2 separate regions of the Gasterosteus aculeatus genome follow, and region 1 is linked to region 2. The links are chromatin contacts, called in public Hi-C maps. All regions are on one chromosome and are shown on one strand. The core of a region is the stretch at or near the end of the contact, and the rest is flanking DNA. Distances in the headings are between cores, read along the strand shown.

Region 1 (5,694 bases), core at 1,670-4,169, 310 kb before region 2:
TGAGGTAATAAATATAGAGAGAAAGAAGGTTACCCAGAGATGGACAGTAGGGAAAGTGACACACTTCTATGGCTGCATCCCTTTTCACATCCGCAGCATTCAATCCTCCGTGCATTAAAACGTCTGCAGTGCCTACTTGTGAAAAATAAAAAATGTAAGAAGAAGTGCATGTTTCGCCCATGAGAGGGCGCAAGTCTATCATCAGGTGTCCGGCTGTCTGTCCCTCTTATGAACAAATGATGCAATGGACAGCCTGTAGCTGGAGGAAAGGCCCGAGATGCTGTGAATGAATCAAGGACACATTTATCACAGCCGTCCGGTGAGATGGCTCCAGGTGTCCACCTGTAGAGGGCAGCTGTTTGTGTGGAGCTGTTATTTAAGCATGTTATTTAGGTCCACTTTATGTCGGCATTACATTACATTAGATGACATGTCATGCGCTCACATACTATGCTAAATGGCCACAAGATGTCCCTCTTTACCAATTGAAGAACAAACTGTCTCGCTCAAATATGTCCAACCATTGCCATATTCATGACCAGACCTGTTGGCATATTGACCTACAGGGTGATTCTTTATCCACGTATGGTAATGAAAACTCAAACTTTTAATCCTTAATCAAAGGAGAAGTTCGGGATCAGGTATGTTGATATCTTATGTATATTTATTAAACATTTTTTTAAAACTAATTAATTGCACATATTTAAATTAATTAATCTCTAATGGCGATAAATGAATGTTTAAATGAATGATTTTTTTTCGTTCTAAAGATTAAAATTTACGTACGTTTAAGTACTGAGTAATCACTTTTGAAAACATGTATTTTAGACACTGTTTAATTGTTAATGTTATTTTATCGAATCTAGTGGCACAAAAATGGAAAACTGACTCATAAAAGTCAGTAAAATTCAGAACATACCTTTGGCCACAAAAAAAATGTATATAATCTTCTCTAAAATGTGATAACTATGAGCTACAAATGGGAGATCCAATTTCTGAATGGCGGTGGTTTTTAAAACCCTTTTTGAAGATTGTGACGTTGTGCCATGTAGCACATGGCTGCACAGGCTGCACCGAGGAAGGAGGTTCAGTTTGCTAGAAAACGATTTTGTCATTCCAAAAAAGAGAGTTTGTTCTGTGTAGAATAATGAAGTAATGTGCTCCTTTTTTTATTTTAACATCAAAGAGAATAATAAAGTTATAAAAGGATAAATCAAGAAGGTGGTCATCTTTTGATCATCTTAGAGGCAGAATTTCACCGGGTGTAACATGTTGAACTAGCAACTCTTCCAGCTAGCTTAGCATAGCTTTAAGTGGTCCATTTGCCACTCTTTCTAGAGAAATAAAATCACTTATTCAAATGTCCAAAAGGACAAAATACTGTTCACAATTTGAAAAGTGACGTCTGGTGGTCAAGGAAGTGTCCTGTTCGTCATGAATAACGCCAAAGGAGCGCGACTTGGTTATAATATTAGTAATAATACATTTTGATGAAAAGAAAAACATCCTTTCATATGGTTTAGTCATTTCTGCCTCTCTGTCCTTGGTAACATGAAGCACAACATTTTTTTTTTCATTTTGTATTCTTTTAATTCTAGTGTATAAAGTCGTTCACTACTTTCACAGAAACCGGGTTAAACATGTATAAATGGGGGAAATGTGATCTCCCCAAACCGGAACAGACCTGCCCCTGTCTTCTGATTATGACTCCATGTGGGAATATAAGGCGACCAAATGGTCTCTATTTTCTGTCTTCTGCATCGTCGATGGCCTGGTAATATGCTTCTGTTAATCCTTAACTGCTACTGACAGCAGAGAGGAGCAAGCCGATGGGAAGCGGCTCCTTCCCAGCAAAGAACAGAGTATTTTTTTGAAAAATTACAACAGTGACTTAAAAGCCAGGGACATGTGGGAAAAGTATAAATACGGGAGCGCCATAAAACAAAATTGCAAGTGGCTTATTGTTAAATGTTCATGTTTCCATTCCCAGCTATAGGCCTGATGACATATTCACCCACAGTCTGTCTCCCTCCGAGTCTGTGGCGCCACACTCATAACTGACAGCTTAATACTGCTGCTGGAATTGGATTCGAAGTTGAGCGGACAGATAAATAAAAAGTGAATTGAGATGGGATTTTGAAGGACTCCTTTTCGGGTGGGCTTTGGTGCGCTGTCTTCCTCATCGCCCGTCACATTTGCTTGTCTAATGATGTTTAATAACACGGCCCCAGAGCAGAAACACACCGCCAACCATTGTGCCTTTCGTCTTCATAATAATGACTTGAGGCAAATGCTATGACGCAAAAGAGTATTTCCACCCGTGCAATATTCTTGCCGGCCAACTCAGCTGTCTGTCAAACGGATCCCGGGCAGGGTCTCGGCCTCTCATCAGTAAAAGTATAGATTTTAAAGGCTGCCGTTATGTTTCTGTTTCTTCGGTGTGTGTGCTTCTGTATAAATGCTGGTTCAAATGTAAAAGCCGCCAACCGTGGTTAAAATCCAAATGCACGGCTGTCGAACTGAAAAACAAAGAGGCTTTTCTTGTTTTCTCGGAAAGCTGTGGAGATTGAAGCTTCCCCTCCCTCCCCCTGTTTTTATTACCGTATACTGTACATTTATGCTTGTGCGTGTACATACATGTGATCTTCTCATTCGCGGGCTTGTGTTTATGATATATGGATGTGCGTCCAAGAATACATGTGAATTCATGCCCCTCAACCCTTTTTCCTCCACCACATAGCCAGGAGCCGGAGCCGGTATTCAGCTCAAGCCTTTTAATTAGAGAGAAGTCCCTCGCATGAGGCCCTCCGGGTACATTAATCACATATTACCTCAAGTTGATCCAGGACCAGTCCCATCATGAAGGTAAAAAGCAGCATTTTGCACGAGTCAGGAAGTGTGGAGACAGGTAGAGCTTCCACGTCAGCTAGTCTGTGGGAGCGGGGGCGGCTCTGTACACAAACCCCTCTTTGTCTCGCACACAGAAGCGGCTCTCGAGTGGAAAGTGGTGTTCTCTGAGCAGCGGTAATGAGGTACTATCTGTGTTTTCCATCTGTTTAAGGTAATGTCAAAGCACAGCTTTGTGCTGATTTGGACCTTTGGACTACATTTCACACATATTGTTTTCACCTAGAGGTGTTGACAACATCCTAGATCTTATTCTTTTGAGTCACAATTTGACAGGTTGCATGTTGTTGGCACGGTCTGCAGCCAAACGCTTCCAGCATCTATTGCAGTGTCTTGTTGTTGTTCTATCGAATCTATTGGTACAAAAATAGAAAACTGACTCATAAAAATCAGTGAAAATTTACAGAATTAAAATTCAGAACAAACCTTTGTCCACAAAAAAAATTGAATATAATCTTCTATAAAATGTGATAACTATGAGCTACAAATGGGAGATCCAATTTCTGAATGGCGGTGCTTTTTAAAACCCTTTTCAGAGATGACGTTGTGCCATGCAGCCTTTTCAACAGGCTGCACAGAGGATGGAGGTTCAGTTTGCTAGAAAATGATTTTGTCATTCCAAAAAAGAGAGCCTGAATAAATATGGTAAAAACACTTGCTTGGAGATAGAAAATATGCCTAGCCCCACATGCATTCTGTTCCCCATATAATGCATTCTTCAGCAAACCCGACTTATGATTGAAGTCCAATTAATTTGATTAAGGTATTAAAATTCTCTCTGTGACTTTAAGCAAAAAATGACAACCTTTGCTTGATGAAGAGCTAAAATCAAAGGTTTGTTCTCTGTAGAATAATTAAGTAATGTGCTCCTTTTTCATTTTAACATCAAAGAGAATAATACAGTTATAAAGGGAAAAATCAAGAAGGAGAGAAAATTTAAAAATGTAAAACTAAAATGTCTTCTTTAACTGAGTAAAGCCCAACACATGGCAAAGGGAGCAGTCAGCGGCAGGGTGTTTGGCAGTTCTGCAGGGGATATTCTGTGATGTATTCTGATCCTAATCGAGCTGTTAATGTCTTCAGATTATTCATATTTGGTCTCATCATTTCATTCACTATTATTTCAAAAAAGAGTTTAGACGGTGCAAACAGAAGAAACATTGCATCTTCTCTCCCTGAATGACTGAACCTTATACGCCAGGGGTTTGACAAACCTTTGATTGTACACCAGAAATTGGCAACATGATCTTTAATGGAAAATCAATGTTTCGAGTCCGGAATGGCCCACAGGCTTCAGAAAATTAATTTTCTCTGAAACTAACTGTGGAACACTGATAAATTTAACATTTAATAATACACTGGTTTACTGTGTGCATTGATGTGAATTGCTTTTCTTCATGTGATGCTCCTAAATTTAATTTAAATGAATTAAATACTGCTCCACTCAAAATATTACTTGCCTAAAGAGGCAGAAATTGTGAAATATTGCTTTCTATCTTAAGTAGAATGCACCGCAGTGCACCTAATTTTTAAACAAGCGTGGGCACAGCAATGGTCACATATATTCAGGGATTTAGCATCTGTCACTTTATACAATTAAGATTGTTCTGTTAAGTTTGTCCTTCACTGTAAGCAAGTTGGCCTACCTCAGTACTCACTGTTGTTTCCACTGAACGGTACCTTTTTTTCACCTTGCAACAATCTTGACCATCCTGCTGGTACTCTAAATTCGGTCCAAATGAATTCACATTAATTTGCAAGTTGTATTATTCATCTTTGAGTGTGTTCTGTTAGTAATACCCTCTGACTGCTCATATAACCTAAAGCTGAATGAAAACACAAAACTATACACATGTTAAATCACAATCATTGCAAGGCAGAAGGATGTCCTTCATTTCTTTCAAATTCAAACTACTCGACCCAAAATCCATTAAAATTTTGCCATAACAACTCTCAGCCCCCATTTTAAGACAGCAGGTCGTTAGATGGAGATAGTGAAAGAGATCTGTAACCAAGGTAACTCGCTGCTGTTTCCCTGGTACCGAGCTGGAGCCACAGGCTTGCATGCTGATGTTATTAGACCTTACTCCGTTAGGGGTCCTTTTGTGTTTTCCAATGATGGGTGCCGACAGTGTGCATTGCTCACCGGTTGTTAATCTAGTTGTATTGGGGGAGGTGCAAAGTTTCCTGCAGTTACCCATCATTAGTGTTTAGCTTTTTATCTCCGCGCAAATGTCCGCCGTCCGAGTTAGAAAACCACAGCAAAGAGCAGGAGCGGAAGGAAGCCAAAGGCAACAGCAGTCCAGTGGGAGGGCTTATCCCAGCACATCCGCTGAGTGGGACTGACGGGGCCCCTGTAACTCGGGCCGCTGGCTGTGGGGTTAACCTGAGGTGGCAGCCAGCCAAATGTTCTGGAGTAAGATGGGTTCAAGTTTAGGCCTCCACGACCCTTGAATGATAAGGTGAGGGGTCGTGGAGAAGTCAGGAAACCATTGTTTTTAGAAATTCCAATTATTTGGTTATTTAAGTCGACTGGGACTTGCGCACCCCCCTCCCCTCCCCCCCTCGGTCCCGCTTCTGCACTGAGACGTCTGCTCACCATCATCCCATTAACCACATGTGTGCTGGAAAGAACCGCGCAGCGAGGAAACGAATGGTTAAGAAAACATAGAGTGATAGACGTGGGGAGAGGAGGAGGAGGAGGAGGTAAGAAGTCAATGTCTGACTGAAACAACAAGTTACAAAAAAGAAACTTTTTGTTTCTTGAGTGAGAGACAGAATTCCTTT
Region 2 (5,769 bases), core at 592-3,091:
TTCCTTCATAAATATGAAAATGTTCAATTGGAGAAGTGAATAATTCATAACACTCAAATGATTAATATCTCAATACACTAGAGCGGGTGTACTGGGTGCACACCACCACAAAGCTGCACAGCAACTGTCCCTCTGACTCTCTTCATAGACCTGACGGCTCCCGACCGATGTGTTCATTTTATTGTAGACGCAACACCTGGCATCACTGTGTCATGATGGTGTCCGATAAAGTATTTTTCTGTTTCCTTTTTAAAAATATTCTAATGCATGTTTGCATCATGTTAAGCCCAGTTAATTGCCTCAAGGTAATTACAGATTCCTTGCGCTGCTGTCTTGCAGGGAAAGCTGATACAAACACAAAAGAGTGGCTTCTTCCCCAGTTCCTGTGTAAAACCCTGTTTGGACCCGAAGGTAAGTAATCCAAGGGTTCTGCATTTAGAGGCATTCGATGCAGTGCAGTTTGATTGCCGAGGGCCTGCTCCTCTTTAGTGCACACTTAAAATGCTTTATTCTATTAATAACCTATTAAATGTGCAGTGTCTTTTGTTTTTTACAGCCCTTTCAGACACTATCGGGCCGGCAGTGCTCAAGGGAATCAGACTACTATGGATATCCTTGGTAAGACCCGTAACTTCTGAAGATTGTGCACTTCATCCTCATGTACACTATATAATGCTATTGTCCTCGGGTCGATATCCTTTAATTACTTCACATTTATTCATGTTAATTCTAACTTTATGCGCTTGTTCAATTAAAAATGAATTCACCCCGAGCAATGTCCGCAGTAAAAAGATCAGTTACCGCGTAGTTGTTTGATGTCAACAATTTGTAAAGCTTTCACCATGTCATTGGATTATGCAACTTCTATTCTCTTCTCCTCTGTAGGTTCGCAGGGAACATGGAGCGCCAGCAGGCCGATAACCTTTTAAAATCTCACAGCAGCGGGACGTACCTTATCAGAGAGAGGACGGCTGAGGCGGAGAGGTTTGCCATCAGCATCAAGTGAGTGTTTCACATCGTGCAGCTGAACGAGAATCTCACAGGAGGCTTTTTAATCCACATCTCGTGGGATATGCAAATTCTCAAGGGATGCTCCAGTCAGCATTTCCCCCGAGCTTCTTTTTGCTGCAGCTAATTACCTCTCGGTAATTGCTTCTCCTTTTTGTATGTGTTTGCTCCGAGAGGAAACCTCACGAAGATAAATGTTTGCGTTCTTACAGGAGCCGTCATTCTGAGCACATTTCTCCTTCAGTCTTTAGGACAGTTGCAAAGTGTTTGAGGGACCAGCCTTCAGACAAATAATCTATGTCCCACCGTCGACCTCGGCTTGTGAAAATGACTTTTAATTTGTCGACAGCAGCTCAGCACTTTTACACTAAAGGCACATAAGAGGAAAACATAACAATGAGAAACATTGTTTTGCAATTGATTACAAAAGATCAATATTTCTTTTACAGATTTAATGATGAAGTAAAACACATCAAAGTCGTTGAAAAAGACAGCTGGATTCACATCACTGAAGCCAAGAAGTTTGAGAGTCTTTTGGTAAGTCATATATTTAAACCAACTGTGGACCAGTTACTTGATGTCATAGAAGAGAATAAAAACATGTGATCAGATGAATGTGTGAATCCTCCCGTTCTGTGTATCAAAACAGGAGCTGGTGGAGTACTACCAGGCCCATTCCCTGAAAGAAAGCTTCAAGTTGTTAGACACCACATTGCGATACCCCTACAAATCAAGAGAGCGCTCTCTAACGCGGGCCAGTACACGCTCACCAGGTAAGCATTCCAAATATTCCTCTCCCCCAGCAGGTAGCCTGGGGCGGCAGACTCAAAGAGCGGAAAGAATCTCCAGTGAGGTGTCAAATATCAGCCAGGATGAGTCCGCCGCCTCACCACAGTGAATACTTTATTAGTGCTGCAAGTCACTCACTGAATGAGTCACAGCGCGCTGATGAGAGCTGATGAATCAGTCAATAAGCGCGTTGGCAGAGGGAATTCAACCACGGGCAAGCGTTTCATCAGGTATCATCATAGCGTGTGATGATAGCGCTTTCTCTTCACCACCCTGATGCAATTTGGGTTCATGGATAAACCAAGCTGTAATTGTATTGAGTGCGTGTCCCTCCTTATGAAACCTTTCCAAAGCCAAACTGAAGTACGTCCGTGCTTATATAGTGGGGGGTGAGCTAAGGGGAATGCCCTAACTAAATCTGATCGGATAACTGGGGGAAAAAACGGCACAAAATAACGGCACATTGTACGTCACAGTATTCATCTGACTGCTTCCATCAATGGTTATAACAGAACTAATTGGACTTAATACATGTTATAATAGGCTTACAAAGCTGCATGCCATTTTGCCATGTTAGCTGTCGATATAGCAAGAACGGGGCAACTTAATATGACCCTTTGGCTCTCTTTGTCTGCACTCCGCTCCTTTCTTCCCCAGGCCAGTGACTCCCTCTCTCGTACACAGAGGATGGGAGAATAAGGCAGAGAAGACTTGTGAAATAGGTGTAGAGAGAAAGGGGAAAAGCAGGCCTTTGTCATCTGACGCCGAGGCCTGTGGTCTGTCTAAATGCTTCTACATGTGTCTGCCTTGGTTTGATCTGCAAGAAGAACCGGCCATTACAGGCGAAAGGTTTCCCTCCCGTTTCGTCTGCATTGGAAATAAATATAATATAAACACTGGAGGCCAATCCCATCAGTTTCTCCCATTTTAAAGCAATGCCGTCTGCACCAGTATGTACTTAGAGTCTGGACTAACCTTATCTAGGAGGCTGTGCAGAGATATGCAAATTTACAGCAGGCAAAATGTGCTGCAAAGACAACGCGGTGACCCATTTTAACTCAACATTCACTCATGTTGACTGTAATTCTGCACAATTGATGTGAAAATTTTCCACAAATGTCTGTACTTTTTGCCGTTTTCAATCACACCATTCAAGCAATCAAAATCATGACCAGCCGACTGACATTTGCTCCTTTTTAACTACTTCTGTGGCTCCAGCTCTGCGTTTCTCGCTTTATTTCCTCGCCTTTCTCTTCTCCTCTCAGCAGCCACCTGCGCCTCCTACAACTTCTCCTTCCTCAGTCCGCAGGGCCTCAACTTCTCTTCCCAAAGTTCCGCTCCATTTTGGTCAGGTACTCGGTTCTTCCTTTCTTTTCTTGCTCTTGTTGTCAACCTGCTCCTCGCTGAACGGGATTTCATCATCTTGATGTCATTGCTTCTTCTCCATGGCGCATGTTTCATTAACTACAACATATCAGTTCTTCCCGTTATCGCACCACTCATTAAATCACGTCGAGAAAACCAATTTCCTCCCTCATGAGGAAACAAATTGTCCTCTCCCATCGAGCTCATTTGTCTTTGCGTGGTTACACGGTGTCTTGTTAAACCGGCCATCTTCGTACTCATCATCATTCACAACTAATTATTACAGGGATATCCAGCATGACCTTTCAACTCCGTCTCGTTCCGGCTGTGTGACTGAGCTCCTGCTGCTTCTGCTTTCAGTGTTCACGCCCCGGGCGGTCAGCACGGCCATTGCCAGGTATAACTTTGCTGCACGAGACATGAGAGAGCTGTCGCTGCGGGAAGGAGACATCGTCAAGATCTACAGCAAGATCGGTGGAGACCAGGGCTGGTGGAAGGGAGAGGCCAACGGACGAGTGAGTGAAGCACCAGAGTCCGATCATTCATTGTTTGGCTGTAATCTTTGTACAGTATTATTGTACTGCTACAAAGTTGTAGCATGTACACAACGCACACCCCTCCTACCTAATCCACATTACAGAAGTCTTATCGGTTAACCCTCCGATATTATAGCATCAATGTTGAGGTATTTGGCCGAACATAGTCCGGCATTTTATTCTCTCCTTTTCGCCGAGCCAGACACTAATCGTTGGTATAATAAAAGCCATAAAAACATGGCTGCTGTTAGTCAATCGGCTCGCAGTAAAGCTCGCAATCTTTGAACTTTTTATTCTTTTTCATTCATTGTTTTTCTGTTGCTGTGGATTAAGGGGATGTGTTAATATTGTTCTGTTGCTAATCTGATGTTGAGGTACTGTCACATTTTGATTTTGTTACAGCATATTAATCTTGTTTTGTTCATCAAGAAAAGAGGAATTGGGGTTTTGTTTCCATTTAAGTGCCTCTGTTCCGGTCCCATCTGTTGAAACGCTTTGCAGGCACAATGCTGTTGGATTAGCCAGACCACTTCTGGAGCCTCTGGCTCTCATTGTTCTACATCGTGCCGGCTCCACCCTCTAAGCTTTTGCCGTGGACATTTTTTTTCTCCACACCATTTTGCCTCGCCTGGGCCTTAGCCATGTCCACACAGCTGTGAGACGGGGCTGTGCCCATCTGGATACTGGCTGCTAGGTCCTCCCTTTGGACCTTCATCCCAGCTGTGAAAGCTGAGCTACAGCTTACCGCACGAGCCACTTGCCAGCTCTGTGCACACTTGCCTCTGATGGAGCGGACGCCTCCTCGGTGCTTTGTGCTGAAGGTGACTGGGGACGGCAGATGGGGGGAGGGGAGGGGGGCGTACAGATACCAGTTTGAGCTGGATATGTCTCAACCAGCAACCTCATCCCTGATGAGCCCTTCACCACAGGGGGACACAAAGACGGGGTTTCATGCAGTCACTCTGCTGGTAAAGAGCCGGGCATCACAGATGCCACTTCCTAAGGCCAAGCGTACACCCTCATGGCCTCATGGCCTCATGGCCTTCTCCTCGTGGCCTTCTCCTCATGGCCTCGTGGCCTTCTCCTCGTGGCCTTCTCCTTGTGGCCTCGTGGCCTTCTCCTCGTGGCCTTCTTCTTGTGGCCTCGTGGCCTTCTCCTCGTGGCCTTCTCCTCGTGGCCTTCTCCTTGTGGTCTTGTGGCCTTCTCCTCATGGCCTTCTCCTCGTGGCCTCGTGGCCTTCTCCTCACGTCCATGCTCGCTTTGCTGACTGTGCGCACCTGTGTGCTGCTCAGGTGGTGCCAGTTCTGTGCCATAAACAGTACTGTCAACTTGAGCAGAAAAGGCGTCCCCAACGACAGAGCTGACAGCTTTTGTAGGAAGTGGTTTCCCACGGCCACCCAAAGGGCCATCAAGGGTCAATTCACGCCTTTTTCTAACAAAAACAAATGAGGCATCACGAAGAGGCTGACGTCAGCCATGTGTCGGAATGTGTGTGTCCTGGCAATTGGTCCACTTATATCAACCTCGTGATCACTTTTATTCCCTTGCACAGGAAGTTCCTGCGTTTTTTCAGCTCCTTTTCTACTCTGAATTTCTCCATTTAAAGGCAAAGGTTTTTCGCAGGGTGATCCCTGTTTGTTGTACTTACGAAAGCTTCATTTGTGTCTTAAGAGATTTCCGTTTCACATTTCCTGTGTGTGTGTGTGTGTGTCTGTCCTCGCTCTTCGATGCAAATCTGTAGAGCGATGTTTTAATTTTCAAAATCGAAAATAAACAAACAGCTGTTACGCTCAGCTATTTTCAATGAATGTCGCAGATGGGTTTTGTGGAAGTGGACGGGGGATCTTGAGTTAACAGCAGGCAGAGTGGGCAGAATAGTCTAAAGTGTGCGTGGGATGGATGCTTTTTTTCAGAATGAGATCATTTATGTCGTATGTAATATATTCATTCATATTGTTTTCAGTACGCTTTCAATAATACAGAGAAAACGAACGCTGAAGATCCGCGAACCGTCCTGTGGGACATTTGGTTCTCGAGCACCCAACGCACTCTCGCGTCATTTCCTTTGTGC

Evidence for each region. A called contact is a pair of places that touch in the nucleus more often than the background predicts.
Region 1: a contact with region 2 is called in a Hi-C map of tail fin, with 2.3 times the contacts expected there. The contact joins two enhancer-like sites. A contact is called at or near these places in 3 of 6 Hi-C or Micro-C datasets (skeletal muscle, tail fin and whole body).

The regions. Positions count from the first base shown.
Region 1 is chr14:13,539,361-13,545,054 of fGasAcu3.hap1.1, reverse strand. No RefSeq gene overlaps it. Among protein-coding and RNA genes, the nearest start is that of rxraa, 60 kb to the right of the region's middle. Within about 2 kb of position 2,919, at least 2 of the 9 cell types and tissues checked have open chromatin away from gene starts, as enhancers often do.
Region 2 is chr14:13,231,598-13,237,366 of fGasAcu3.hap1.1, reverse strand. It overlaps vav2 (vav 2 guanine nucleotide exchange factor), which reads left to right. Exons shown (of 29, transcript XM_078088241.1): 22 at 340-411; 23 at 557-618; 24 at 886-1,002; 25 at 1,458-1,545; 26 at 1,658-1,781; 27 at 3,063-3,149; 28 at 3,523-3,677. Among protein-coding and RNA genes, the nearest start is that of LOC120832357, 19 kb to the right of the region's middle. Within about 2 kb of position 1,841, at least 3 of the 9 cell types and tissues checked have open chromatin away from gene starts, as enhancers often do.